Linked DNA regions of Mus musculus: all the other regions are linked to region 2. The links are chromatin contacts, called in public HiChIP or PLAC-seq maps. All regions are on one chromosome and are shown on one strand. Each heading gives the region's core, a stretch centred on a gene start, on an enhancer-like site or on the middle of the called end of the contact. The rest is flanking DNA. Distances are from core to core; before and after follow the strand shown. Region 1 holds the start of Gtsf1l (gametocyte specific factor 1-like). Region 2 overlaps Ift52 (intraflagellar transport 52). Region 3 holds the start of Sgk2 (serum/glucocorticoid regulated kinase 2).

What was found. HiChIP or PLAC-seq counts read pairs in DNA pulled down with a chosen protein or histone mark.
Region 1: a contact with region 2 is called in an H3K27ac HiChIP or PLAC-seq map of embryonic stem cells, with 20 read pairs. The contact joins the promoter of Gtsf1l here to the enhancer-like site in region 2. A contact is called at or near these places in 16 of 39 promoter capture datasets (the 3T3-L1 cell line, 3T3-L1-derived adipocytes, the HPC-7 cell line and 9 more), 2 of 15 datasets of contacts at CTCF or cohesin (embryonic stem cells and pro-B cells), 22 of 484 Hi-C or Micro-C datasets (Th1 cells, cerebral cortex, effector CD8 T cells and 8 more), 13 of 115 datasets of contacts at active chromatin or transcription factors (acute myeloid leukemia, differentiating embryonic stem cells, embryonic stem cells and 3 more) and 4 of 9 other capture datasets (adipose tissue, embryonic stem cells, liver and 1 more).
Region 3: an H3K27ac HiChIP or PLAC-seq map of embryonic stem cells shows a contact between it and region 2, with 10 read pairs. The contact joins the promoter of Sgk2 here to the enhancer-like site in region 2. A contact is called at or near these places in 5 of 39 promoter capture datasets (the HPC-7 cell line, cranial neural crest, liver and 2 more), 3 of 484 Hi-C or Micro-C datasets (cerebral cortex, embryonic stem cells and nephron progenitors), 3 of 115 datasets of contacts at active chromatin or transcription factors (double positive thymocytes and embryonic stem cells) and 3 of 9 other capture datasets (adipose tissue, liver and pancreatic islet).

The regions. Positions count from the first base shown.
Region 1 is chr2:163,086,457-163,091,141 of GRCm38.p6, reverse strand. Gtsf1l (gametocyte specific factor 1-like) reads left to right here and starts at 1,541. Exons shown (of 2, transcript NM_026630.2): 1 at 1,541-1,603; 2 at 3,295-4,111. The coding sequence starts at 3,581. The coding sequence ends at 4,036.
Region 2 is chr2:163,029,908-163,034,678 of GRCm38.p6, reverse strand. Ift52 (intraflagellar transport 52) reads right to left here. Exons shown (of 13, transcript NM_172150.5): 8 at 3,409-3,498; 9 at 1,376-1,444. Among named protein-coding and RNA genes, the nearest start is that of Ift52, 15 kb to the right of the region's middle. Within about 2 kb of position 3,193, at least 23 of the 459 cell types and tissues checked have an H3K27ac peak or open chromatin away from gene starts, as enhancers often do. A contact at or near this core is called in acute myeloid leukemia, differentiating embryonic stem cells, embryonic stem cells and 1 more, where this site is marked.
Region 3 is chr2:162,985,299-162,990,056 of GRCm38.p6, reverse strand. Sgk2 (serum/glucocorticoid regulated kinase 2) reads right to left here and starts at 2,576. Exons shown (of 14, transcript NM_013731.3): 1 at 2,462-2,576.

The sequences.
Region 1 (4,685 bases), core at 292-2,791, 58 kb before region 2:
CAAGGAGATGAAAAGTGTAGGTAATGCCTGCAATAGTCATCCGACTCCATATGTGTGTGCGAGCATACATGTGCACGCACACACACACATGCAAAATTGTGAGTGCCTGAGCTGGACCCTCAACTCCATGTAGAATGATTAAAAACTGGATTTAGCTCAAGGGATAAGAGGAAGTAACACAGCAAAAACACTATTCAGGAATCAGGGAGAGGAAGTTGCTGGAAGCTCAATGGTTAGAGCATTTGTTGTTCTTCAAGAGGACCCCGGTTCGATTCCCAGCACCCACATGGAGCATCACAACTATCTGTAACTCCAGTCCTACAAGATCCAACACCATCTCTGACCTCTGAGAGCACACTTGGACCACCTACATACACGCAAGCAAAGCAAAACACTCATAAACAAAACAATAAAATAACTCAATAAATAAATAAAAGTAGGTGCTAGAGAAGGGGGTCAGCAGTTAAGAGAACTTGGGGCTCATCCAGAGAAGTCACTTCGGGTTGTTGCAACCTCCTGTAACACCTTCTTCTGGCCTCTGAGGGTGCCACAGATAACACAGCATACACTTACACGGAGACACACATGAATCAAATAAATCTCTAAGGTCAAAAGAGGTGAAACAAGGATGTTATGGGACAAGCGGAGGCTGACCAGTCTATCAAGAGGAAGTCAGGAGGTTGAATTTGAATCGGAAGGACAGTGATTCCCCAAGCGGGTGTAAGAAGCAAGATAAGCCAGAAGGGCAAAGAGGCAGGGGCAGAACCTAGAGTCAAGGAGAGGCACAGAGTAGAAAGGGAAAGAAATCTCAACGACACAAAATGACAAGAGCGGGGAGGTCCAGAAGGCCCTTGAGTCAGAGTTAAGAAACTCTCTCTTCAGCCGGGCAGTGGTGGCGCACGCCTTTAATCCCACACTCGGGAGGCAGAGGCAGGGGGATCTCCAGCCTGGTCTACAGAGTGAGTTCCAGGACAGCCAGGGCTACACAGAGAAACCTTGTCTCAAAAAAACAAAACAAAACAAAACAAACAAACAAACAAACAAAACAATCCAACAAACAAACAAAAAAAAACAAGGTTAAGAAACTCTTCCTTCAGCAGCCCATTCCATCCTTATTTATGGAAGTCCTTGTTTTCTGACTCCTTTGAGAAGCACACATGCATGCAGGAGGCCACGGAGGCCAGAAGAGGGCACCAAGCTTCCCTAGAACTGGTGTAATAGACAATTGTGAGCTATCATGAGGGTTGGATCCGAACCACCATCCTCTGAAAGACCAGCAAGTGCTCTTAACTACTGAGTAATCTCTCCAGCCCTCTGTTGAGGTTTGATCTGTTGCTGTGTATCACAAAGTTAAATTCTGAACCCGAAGGTCCAGGCCTATGAGTGAGTGAGTTCTCCTGGTTACCAGCTTTTGTTGTGCAAACCTTGTTCCTTAAAACTATTGGCTAAGTAAAAATGGCTACAGCCAATTACTGGAGAGATTATAGGTAGGTGGATTTTGAGTTACCTGGCTGAGGGTGGAGACTTGAGAGGGAGAGAAGAGAGACCATGAGGGGAGAGAGAGAAGGCGCCATGAGAGGAGGGGACCCAGGAGAAACAGCAGGTATCTGGGGAACCCCCCGCTGGGGAGGTAGCCAGGCCAGCAGAAAAGCAGATTAGGGGTGACCCCCAGTAATTGTCAAAGCCGAATAAAATAACCATATTCTAAGTCTCATTTATGTGTGAGTTAGTTGGGGATAAGCTTACGTTAGTTGTACTACAGTCTTCCAAAATGTCTTTATAAAATCCTGACTCAGCTTCATAAATAATAGTAATAAAACCAGGTTTAAAATGCAGAGATTTGAGGATTTAGCTGGGTAGTAGAGTCTGGCAAGTGTAAGAGCTCGGGTTCGGTCTCCAGCACTAAAGGGAAGAGAGGGAGGGAGGGTGGATTAAAAGAAAGCTTCACCTGATCCAGAAAGGATAAAATAGTAACTTGAAATTCTGGTAAACCGAGGACCAGAGAAAGGTCTCAGTGGCTAAGAGTACTTGCTCTTCTGGCCGATGACCCAAGTTCAGTTCCCAGCACCTGCATGGTGGCCTACAGCTATCAACAACTCCAGTTCCAGCAGATCCAGAGCCCTCTTCCAGCCTCTACACACACACACACACACACACACACACACACACACACACACACAGAGCGCACTTGCACCCATGCAGGAAAAACACTCATACACAAAATAAAAAGCCAATTAGTAATTACAAATGGATACTTCAATTTGTAATTACTACGCAACTGGAAAATGTAGAGGCTGAGGAAGGGGTGGAAATATTTCTTTAACACTGTGTACTTAAAATAAGGAATGATACCCAGCATGCTGCGTGCTTGGAAACTGTAGCACGTGTGGACTGCAGCATGAGGATTTTTTTTTTAAGATTTATTTATTTTATGCATGTGAGTACACTGTAGCTGTACTGATGGTTGTGAGCCATCATGTGGTTTCTAGGAACGAAGATTGCTTGCTTTGCTTGGCCCCAGTCGCTCTGGCCCTGCTTCACTCCAGCCCAAAGATTTATCATAATAAATAAGTATGCCGGGCAGTGGTGGCGCACGCCTTTGAACCCAGTACTTGGGAGGCAGAGGCGGGCAGATTTCTGAGTTCGAGGCCAGCCTGGTCTACAGAGTGAGTTCCAGGACAACCAGAGCTACAGGGGAGGGGGGGGGGAGAGAAGAAGAGGATATAGCCTAGTTGACAGATAACTTGCCACAAATGCATGAGGCCCTGGACTTTGTCCCCAGCACCATCTAAACTAGATACGGAGACCCGCGTCTATAATCCCAGTTTATAAGGTGTGATTATATCCTCAGCCACATATCAAGGTCAAGGCCAACCTGTGCTACATGAGACCTTGCATCAAAAGAGAGAAGGGAGGGGGAAAGTAGAGGGACAAAAAAAGAAAAGGAGTCAGGAAGGCTCATGGGGTAGAAGTGCTTGCTGCCAAGCCTGATAACCTGGATTTGATCCTTCCTACAAGTCTTTCTCCGACTTCTAAGTGTACCCCCAATGTCACTCCTTACAAATAAACACATGATGTAAAAAAGATGTTTTTAAAAGACCACACAACCGACGCTGATGAATAAGGGGTTTGATTATGCTAATGAAGCCCGAAACTGCCAAGGGCCGGGTACGTGTCATAACTACATTTGAACAGCAGCTTTCCTCAAGCCACTTCCCCCACCCAGTGGACAGTCTGTCCCTGATGTCATAAGCTGCCCATTGTGACCACCTGTTCTGTCCTTTGACAACACAGGGTATCTTAGCGTCAAAGCATCATTATAACCTGCTAACTTCACCTCCTTGGAAGCTACTGTTTCGGGCTCTTGTACCTGCCTGAGTTAACGTCTCTGGTGGCTGTTTTCTGGCTTTCTCTGCATAGCGATTGCTGACAGAACGTGAGTGAGAATTTCACTCCAGAGACCCAAGAGCCAAAGCCTGGCAGAAGACAGCACAATCTTTCACAGGAAGAGGCTTTTCCTTTCGAGGTGTACCACGTACACTTTGGGCAGCAGGACACTTGGCTTCAAGTCAACTCCCGGATGGAGCCAGAATCCATAGAAATTTGTCCTTATAACCCTCACCACCGAATCCCGCTCAGCAGGTTCCAGTACCACCTGGCGTCATGCAGGAAGAAGAACCCCAAGAAAGCCAAAAAGATGGCCAGCTGTAAATACAACGCCTGCCACGTGGTTCCCATCAGAAAGCTGGCTGAACATGAAGCTACCTGTGTCAACAGGAGCTCCGTGGAGGAAGAGGACACATTAGGCCCTCTGCAAGTCAGCCTCCCACAGCCGCAGAACCAGGACACACTACAGGTTCGTTGGCTTTCCAACCCTGACATTTGGAATGTTGACGGCGCCAACTGTCACCCAATGTTCGTCCTTAAGAGTTTTGTTCCCCAAAAACTTGTTTGTGAAAGTGACATCCAAGAGTCACGGGGAGGAGACCAATGCCCAGAAGATCCTCAGACTAGGACCAGGAAGGCAAACTTCTAGCAGGAGGAAGAGGGCTCTCAAATGCGTGGATGGATCGCGCATCTCATCTGAATAAAAACCTGCAAAGTAACGGTCCGGGCTGTGCTGGTTGTTTTTAAAGGTTTAGAAAGAGCGGTGGAGGTGGGGTTTAGAACTGAGCTGAGAATGTAAATTGAACCACCTTCCATGGGGAACACTTAACAGTCGCTATGAAAATGCTCACTCAACGCACACAGGCTTTGATCAAGTCATTCGACATCTAAAACAGCATCCCGCACAGCCAGCCACACGCAGAAAATGGGGTTGAGTAAAAAGTTACTCCCGTGTTATTTATAGCAGCACTGAGGTACCCATAGGGAAGGCCTAACTAAGGAAACTATGTTGCAACTTTACAAAGGAGAGAAGATACCGTCAGGAACCGGTAGAGATGTGGAAAGCCTGACACTGCTACTTGGTTCTATAGCATTAAAACAGCCAGAGATAACACCTAAGGCAGTGTTGAAATAAAACTGTCTATACAAATAAGCAGCAGGCTGGATTTGGCTAGTGGGATGTAGATTGCCAACCCAAGTTTGATAAAAAGCAGGGGTGGGGGTGTCTACATTATAGCACTTTTGGGTACATTATAGCTATTTTACTGTGCCTGTCTGTGTTTGAGGCATACACAAGA
Region 2 (4,771 bases), core at 1,944-4,443:
TGGCAGAACAGCCTGTGATCTCAGCACTCAGGAGGCTGAGACAGGAAGACTGCTGTGAGCTCAAGACAAACACGGACCACACAGGGATATTCTGTCTCAAATAAAGAACATGGTCCACTCAGGAGGCAGAGGCAGGCAGATTTTTGAGTTCGAGGCCAGCCTGGTCTCCAAAGTGAGTTCCAGGACAGCCAGGGCTATACAGAGAAACCCTGTCTCAAAAAAAAAGAACATGGTCATCTGAAGGACCATGGGATGGCTCTGACATTGAATGTTCAGCATATAAGAAACCCCACCACAAACCAAACAAACACAAAGTCTTAGCTTCAGCACAGGAGATTTGCCTGAACATTCATTATAGGAATAGTAAGATACATTCACTTTTTTTTCTGTAGCCCTAGATCTAATTTAATCCCAGTACTTGCCAGGCAGAGGCAGGTGGCGCTCTGTGAATTCAAGGATAACCTGGTCTCCATTTTGAGTTCCAGGCCAGCCAAGGCCATGAAACCCAGCCTAAGCAAAGCAAATCAAATAAACAAACAAAAACAAAAAAGGGGAACAAACAAACGACCTTTCCCAATCCTCAAACTTTTTTTAAGTTAAAAAAAAAAAAAAGCAGATAAATGCCCTTCCCAGCAACATGTGGCAGCTTTAGAAACTCAGTATTTAATAGGATATGAGTAGAGTGAGAGTACTGACAAGGCGGCTACCTATGCCACGACACAACCCAGCACACAGCTCAGGGAGTACAAACAGGCCAGCCGTCTGTTCACTTCTCTGGCCTTCCATGACTCCTAGGCATCCAAACAGAAACATCACAGAGTGCTCCCAGAATGACTAACTGGCCTAACTTGTTCTTTTTACATTTATTTTGCATTTTATTTATTTACCATATGAGTGGGGACATGTGTGTCAAGGCATGCACGTGGAAGGAAGAGGACACTGTGTAGCTGCTGGCTCTCTCCTTCTATTGTGTCAATCCCGGGATTGAATTAAGGCTGTCAGGCTTGGCCACAGCCCTCTCGCCGAGCAATCTTCCAGAGAACAAACAGTAAATCCTGAGGTTTATATGGAAGCACTCAATCAATCCTATGGTTAGCTAATTTCTTCCAACTGTCTTTTTTTTTTTTTTAAGATTTATTTATTTTATATATGTGAGTACACCTAAGAGGGCACAGGATCCCATTAAAGATGGTTGTGAGCCACCATGTGGTTGCTGGGACCTCTGGAAGAACAGCCAGTACTCTTAACCTCTGAGCCATTTCTCCAAACTGTCTTCCAACTGTCTTAGGGGTGAGTTGAAAGAGATCTTTCTGTCCCTTTGGAAGTGGTTCTAAGAAGCTGACCCATCTTCCATTTCTATGATGCAGTCTCCTACCTCTGGGTCCTCAGCATCAATCTGGTTGAGGTGGATGTCTCCTGTTGTAAGCCACTGGAACACAACATCCTGCATTTGAAATGATAAATATAATTAGACACCTGGCTATTTGGGAATGCTAAAGGTCAGGCTAGACAAAATAATTAAAGTAGGGAGAAAAGACAATAGAATTCAAAAAAGGATGATCAGCCTTCTATTGGTAAAATCTCTTTAAAGTAGTGAGAATTTTGTTTTAAAAACCCCGTTATGTATATGAGAATTTTGTCTTGTTTTGTTTTAATCCTAGGTCTGGGATAAGAGGCTGCTTCCCAGCAGGTGGTTATGATTTGCCTCATGCACTAGCAGGGGGTGATTTTGCCAGCTGCAGATAATTGAATTGTGGGGCCTCTGGAGAGGGATTAAACGGGAGAGCTTCAAGAGGTCCTGTGGCAGTTGCTCCTGCTCCTGCTGTTGCTTCCTCTTGCTGTGGTTTGTCACGTGGTCATGAGTAAAGCGACAACAAGAAATTGGAGACAGCCTGAACGAAAAGTGGACTTGTCCCAAGGAACCTGACACCCCTAAATCAACAGGAAGTAGTCTAAAGTGTTCTACACACCCTTAACCCTCTAACCTTTCTCTTCTAACCAGTATTGGGGTTTGGAAGGGATTTGGGCAGAGAGAGAGAGAGAGAGAGAGAGAGTTCGAAGCGTGGTAGATAATAAGAACCCAATAAAATAGACAAAAAAGCATGCCAACTAAAAAGCACGCCAACCTCAGTCTAATGCAACCTTTATCATTCACGTCAGAGCATTCTAACACATTACAAGCCAACACTTCCTAAAACCTGTTCACAATCCTAAAACAACCTTTGCTTTCTGTGATGAGAGTCAAAACTTTTAAAAAACACACCTTTTCATCTTTGGCAATCATAATATGACAAAAATCATAATTATATGTAAAACCCCAGCCTTTGAAAAGCAAACATTGAGGTTTCAGAACACAGTGAAAGGCGCTGAGGCCCAAGCAGAGTGCTTAGTCCACCTCACACTAGACTAGAAGGGCCCATCCACTAACAGGGAGGGCACACACCTTCCTCTGGCAGGTAAGTTGCTAGAGTTCCATCCAGAACATGGCTCAGAAGCCATGAGCTCTTTCAGCTACACTGACAGAGCAAGGCCACACTCACTTCGTTCTTTATCAGTGATCAGTCCTACACATAACTCTAGCTACCCCATGCTGCCACCCCCTCCTACACTCACTAGTCACGACCTTCATTTAGTCCTCATTCTGTCCTGCCTAACTGACTCAGGCTGGCCTCTCCCTTTCTTCCTTCCACACAACAGAGGGGTCTGAGATTGTGGAGGGTTGGTCTATTGCTATGTATTGTAATGCTAAATTCTATGCCAAAGTTCTAGGCCTACCTAGACTTCTCACACTCACAGGCTTTTACTGAGTGGCTTCTCCTGTTTACAAGCTTTTGTTGTGCAAACCTTGTTCCTTGATTTACTATTATAGGTTAAATAAAATTAACTGCAGCCAGTTACTGGAGGGACTAGAGGTGGGTGGGTTTGGAGTCACCTGGTTGGAGGAGGAGGGGGAGCCATGAGCATATGGCCAGGAGAAACAGCAAGTACCTGGGGCACATGGCTAGGGAGGTAGCCAGGCTTGAAGTTAAAAAAATAAATTAAGGGTGACCCCCCGCCAAGTAATTGTCAAAGGCAAATAAAATAACCATAGTCCATTTTGTAAGTGAGTCGGGGGAAGCCTAACTTGTCTGTACACATCCCTGAGCTTAAGCTGCTTGATTTACAAGTCGGGCCCTCCCCAGTTTTCCAAGGTCAGCCACCTCTGATTCAGCAGTACTCTTTCTACATTCGCTCATCTGTATGTCACTCTCTGACATACTATAGACTGCTGTAGAGCAAGGGCTACGGCTGACTCAATACTTTTAGTGCCTACCATGTAATATGTTTAGCATGCTCATGTAAATGAGTAATAAATACACTTATGGGTATTTTCTAATGATATGGAAGACACGAAAGAGAAAAGCTTACCATAATTTTGCTATTTTCTTCTTTATCTAAATATTGGTCACTGAACATATGACACGAACCAAGCACTGCCAGCTTTCCAAAACCTTGGTTCTGTTGATGACAAAGCGATGTTAGATACTTACATCACAAAACACACTGCATGTATCGCTTACCACATTAGCAACTGTCTGATACACCAATAAATGCCAATTCACACATAGCTAATATTTGAAAAATATCAGCTATGAAAACAATTCCCATTTACTTTTTTTTAAAGACCGATTTTTCATTTATGTACAGGAGAGCCTCATCTACAGGAGAACATGTGCAGCACATGCATGACGGAACCTGTGTAGGCTGAGGGGGGCATGCGATCCCCTGGAACTGGAGACACAGGGAGATATGAGCTTCCACGTGGGTTGTGAGCCTATAGTGGGTTCTGAGAACTAAGCAGGCCTCTGCCAGAGCAGCAAGTGCCCCTAGTGGGTTGTGAGCCTGTAGTAGGTTCTGAGAACTAAGCAGGCCTCTGCAAGAGCAGCAAGTGCCCCTAACTACTCAACCATCCTCCATCCCACACTACTACAAAGTATCTTTGCCTTTCTGATAAATATGAAAAAATGGTGATTACCAATATTGCTTAGGTTTCAGTGAGTGAGTCTTTCACCACACTGCTACTAAAATTATCAGTATCTGCAGCCAAAGCTGGAGAGAGAGCTTGGTGGGTGAAGTGCTTATGTGAGCGACCTGAGTGTGAGTCCTGAGTCCCAGCTGAGGTAGCACACGTGTCCATAACCACAGCACTCCTGTGTGGCTATGGGTGTGGAGGGAGAGAAGAGAAAATCCCTGGACCTTTGTGAGCCAGCTAGCCTGGCATACATAGCAGCAACAAAATAAGAGACCTTGTCTCACACAAAGTTCAAGATGAAGATCAACTTCCAAGCTTGTCCTCTGACCTCCATCTGTGTGCCACAGAATACATGTGCCCATAATCACATACGTATGCAGATACATGCATGCATGTGCACACATGCACACATATATCATACACACATAAAGACAAAAAAAATTTAAAAAGAAAAAAAACAAAACCCTGCACCCAACAATCTGAAACACACAGATTCTATATTGCATTCATAATTATAAATAATTAGAAATAAATCCAATTGTTCAGTGGGAAAATAGACTTCAGGTTCTACCTCATAAAAAGCAAGTGCGTCACAGGAAAAATATGACGATTTTGTTGGGGTTTTTTTTTTTTTTTTTTTCAAATCAGGGCATCATTATGTACCCTTGGCTGGCCTGGAACTCAACTCACAGAGCTCCAACTTCCTCTACCCCCCAAATGCTGGGATTAAAGGCATGTGCCTATTATAAAGTGGTTCTA
Region 3 (4,758 bases), core at 1,327-3,826, 44 kb after region 2:
TAAGGTGGCTTGTTGACAAAACACATGCCCTTCCAAGGACATTTCAGTAACAAGAACCCCATGGGGTCTTCACTGGGCAGAAACCAAAGAAAGCCTAAGTGTCCCTGCCTGGCACTTAGGAACACATCAAGCCACGCTGTCTCTGTCCTCACTTTGCATCTAGGTTGACTGCCTGTCTTTCTCTCTCTCTCTTCATTAAACTCCTCTAGAGTCATCTGCCTTCCTCAGCTCACTCCTTTCCTGTCCCAATCCTGTACCCACCTCAAGCATCCCAAGGGATCAGTGAACAGTGGATGACTGTCCACTCAGGTGCCAGTGATGACACTGATGTCCTCATTGCTCAGCCAGCCGAGGCTTTGACAACTCACCTGTCACTCTCCCTTTATCCACTCTGCTCTGAGATGTCCTGTGGTCCCTTTTGGCTTAGTCCCCTTACTGGACTCTTCTTCTCCGGTGTTGAGCCTCTGCAGACCTGAGAAAACCCTAATGCTTGCCCTGACCCTCTACGAGAGCCATCCTGTCCTCTGGCTTTGTTTCCTTGTCGCTCTTGCTCTCTAACTGTGTCACTAGTCAAGGGCTCAAACTAGAGCATCCGCTCATAAAGGCAGACTCTTCTGGCTTAGTACTGAATTCTCTACATCTACAACAGGCCTGAAATAGAGGCAGTTTTCATGACACATTTGACTAATGAAGTCAAGGAATGGAACGCTCCATCACAGTATACATACAAAATGAAAATGTATATAACCCAAACCTCTGCCTATAGACACCTACATGGGCCAAAAAGGGGCCACACAGCTGATACAATTTTCAAGGAGAAAGCAAATTTTAGAATGGTGGGGGCGCTGGGGGAATCATTTTATTAAAGTGGAAAAATAAAAGATAGCAGGTATTTGCATGTATAGCTTCGACAAAGGCAGGAAGCCACGACCACCGTGGTTAAGTTAGGCTATTTGGTTTTGTTTTTGAACTATTGCAGAAAATTTCTCACAGTGACACAGTTTAATCACTAAAATACCAAGCCTCAGCAGCCCTTCAAAATGTTCACTGCATGGGGCTGGAGAGATGGCTCAGCGGTTAAGAGCACTAACTGCTCTTCCAAAGGTCTTGAGTTCAAATCCCAGCAACCACATGGTGGCTCACAACCACCCATAATGAGATCAGCATGACATCCTCTTCAGATAGTAGTGTCTGAAGACAGCTACAGTGTACTTACATATAACAATAAATAAATCTAAAAAAACAAAACAAAACCAAAAAACAAAATGTTCACTGCTCACTTTTTCTGTCACCTTGACTAAGACCTCACCCTACCCCATCTTTGCAGAGTTCCTTTGATCCTGTATTACTGTCTTGTGATACAACCTGGCCCAACTTGAAATCTGTGTGTGTGTACACACACCTGTGTATGTGTGTGTGTGTTGTTGAAGACTGGATTTAGCACCGATAACCAAGTTCTCTACCTCTAAGCTCCACCCCAGCCCTGACAGTCCTATTTAAATGAGGAGGAAACCAAGGGATGGCGAAGAGAAATGATGTGAGTGAGATACCATGTTAGTAAGTGATATAAATTGGATTTGAACCCAAGCAAGCTGACCCCAAAACCCACAGCCTAGAATCTCCAGAAGAGTCTAGACAGAAATAATGAAAGTGGAGAGGAAGTGATCTGTGATGGGCTGGTTCATTAAGAAAGAAGAAATTAGGAAGTTAGTTGGCTGCGAAGAAAGACAGAGGCAGACTTTCGCTATTTTGTGGGTTACTTTCTCATCCATCTTTTTCCACCCTTCTTCTTCCACCCTTTCAACTCCAATACTTGATAGGAAAGAAAAAGAATAGAAGGAAAAAGGGGGCGACATTTACCTTAGACTACTTCCTGCTGATTAGGGTCATTGAGTTCCTTGGGGCAAGTTTGATCTTCACAGTCAGGATATCTAATTTCTCCTTGTTGTTTTTTCTTTGTGTGCAACTCCTTGATAAAATGCAGCAAGCAACAGCAACCAACCAACAACACACACAGCCTCTGAGGCTCTAGCATTTATAATTTATACACCCTATGAAAAGTCCCTAGAGTTCCAAACATCACACAATCACAAAACAAAACAAACCTCCCTGCATCTGGTAAAACCATGCCTTGCTAGAGCATGAGGCAAATCACAGTCAGCTGCTGTGGACAATCTCATACCACACCCAGGATTAAAATGGAAAACATATTGTTATGATATTCCTGTGGTCTTAAAGAAACCAAAATTCTCACTTCAGAAAGGGGAGAAGGGTTAGGGAGTAAGAAAACTTGAGTAGAAGAAAAGGAGAAATGGAGATGAAGTTAGGGAGGAAAAGGAGGAGAAGGGTATGAAAAAGAAGGTGCGTAGTTTGGAAAGAATCTAGCCTAGGTTGGAATAACTCAGATGTAGCTGTAAGCTGAGAGTAAGGCAGGTGCCCTGCTCCCAGAGAAGCTGCTCACCTGGAAACCCCGGGTTCCAGTGCAGGTCCTAGAGAATTGTGTTCTCTTCCTCTGCACCGTCCTTCTGACCTGAAACCCAATCCTGACTCACCCTGCAACCTTCCCAAGCAGGAGTGACCTGTCACCCACTCGCCTGACTCTCAAACCAGCACAGGTTCAGCCTCCCAGTCCTGCCAGCTGCGAGCCAGCTTCAGGACCTTCCGGTTACTCATTAACTGCTGGGCTGAATCACCATGGTTGCTGCACCACTGGCTCCTGGACAGCTGTGCCCTGGGGACCCTCCGAACTGTTAAAAACTGCAAACTTGAAGCTGTGTGACCTTGGGCAAATGACTCCAGCTCCCAGAGCCTCACGTGAATTCCTGAGCCTCCACGAAGGCTCTCCTAAGTCTCTTCGGACACTGTCATACCTTCATTCTTGAAATCACCCCCTTTCCATAGTCCAGCTGGAGTTAGGCTTGTCCACTTAACCCTCCTAGATGCCACCATCTGAGTCACTTCCCCCTTTTCCTGGAACATGGAGAACAGACAATAAAAAGACCTGTTTCCTCCAACTCCCTCACACCATTTCCCTGAGGAGGGCTGCCTGGCTCTGTGTGCAGCCTTCCTCCTTGAGAGCTTTCAGGAATGGGCAGCTCATTCCTGCTCTGTCTTGCTGCATTGCTGGATGCCTCTCATTCTCTCTTGACTGAGCTGCTGCCTAACCACCCAGGGTTCACCTATCCTGACATCATTTTAGGAGAAGAATGCTTGTGGGGTGGAGTGGAGATCCTGCTCTGAATGTCGGAAAACTGAGGGCCAGGCACCGCACCAGGGCTCAGCCGAAGTGAAGGATATTTTGTGAATGATGTGACGCTATCAGGCCAGGCATTCTGACTCAGGGAGGACGCAGGGTCAGACAACTAGGCAGGTGGGGACACGATCTTCCAAGTGACCTCTCTGCAGTGTTTGGTTTTGATTTCAGTGTTTAGAGTTTGATTTCACGATGTTTAAAGTAATGTGCCACGTATCCTAGGCTGGCCTGGAACTCTCTATATAGCTGAGACTAATTTTGAACATCTGGTTCCCCCACTCCACCTCTCAAGTATTGGGATTACGGGTGGTACCATTATGCCCAAACCTTATGTGGTGCTGGGGATCAAAGCCAGCACCCTGCATATGCCAAGGGAGTATGCTATACAATCTACTTTCACAGCCGTTTACCATTGACTCTGTTTAACAAAAACACCAAAGACTCAATGATCCAGCTTAGTGCCTTAAAAACTACTGCTCCCGAGCTTTGCAAAGTTCTCCGGTGCCCTCAGTTCACCACCTTGCCCAGCACACACACCAGCACATGTCTGGCCCTGGTCCAGAGAGGGGAGGCAGCTGGCCTGAGTATAAGAGCAAATCAGGACTCTGGCCAGGGCTCTGCCTCTTTCACTACTGTGGCTCCGCCAAGCTCCTCCCTTTAATCCCAGAGCTGTCAAAAAAAAAAAAAAAAAAAAAAAAAAAAAAAAAAAAAAAGCCACACACACAATGGCATCGATTGTACAGACTGTATGCAAGAATTTCAGCTTACAGAAGAATGCTAAATTGAAAGTGAAAGATCCCTCCATACCCAGAATCCCTCATATTTCTAGAGGTATGTGCTGTTAATTAAATGGTGACAGGTCCTCCAAACTTTGGTCTGTGCCCTAGTGGACATATCTGCATGCAGAACTGACTCATAGTACACACTTGCTCAGCTATCGCTTCTCAAGAATTTATTTCTTTTTCTCATGTATATCTTTCCACGTCAACACAGGTTTGATTTTCTTTTCTTCCTTTCTTTCTTCCTTCATTTCTTTCTTCTCTTTCCTTTCTCTCTCTCTCTCTCTCTTTCTTTCTTTCTTTCTTTCTTTCTTTCTTTCTTTCTTTCTTTCTTTCTTTCTTTCCATATCTTCTGTGTATGTATGCCTGACTGTATATGTACTTCGTGTATCAGGTACCTGAGGAGGCCAGAAGAGGGCTTCTGGTCCTCTGGTACTGGAGTTATAGTGGTTGTGTGCTGCCTGATGTGGAAACCAGATGGGAACCAAACCTGGGTCCTCTGCTCTTAAGTGATGAGCCAACATCTCACTAGCCCTTAAAGTTGGAGGTCAGAGGGCGACTTCTGGGAGTTGGCTGTCTCCTTCCACTTGTATGTGGCTTCTGGGGACTGACCTGAAGTCATCAGGCCTGTGTGACAAGTGCCTTCTTGCCAGCCCAACCTTATCTTTTCCTGCGAGCTGCAGCACTCTCTGCAGTGTGGGGTTGCTTTCATGTTTCCCAGTCTCA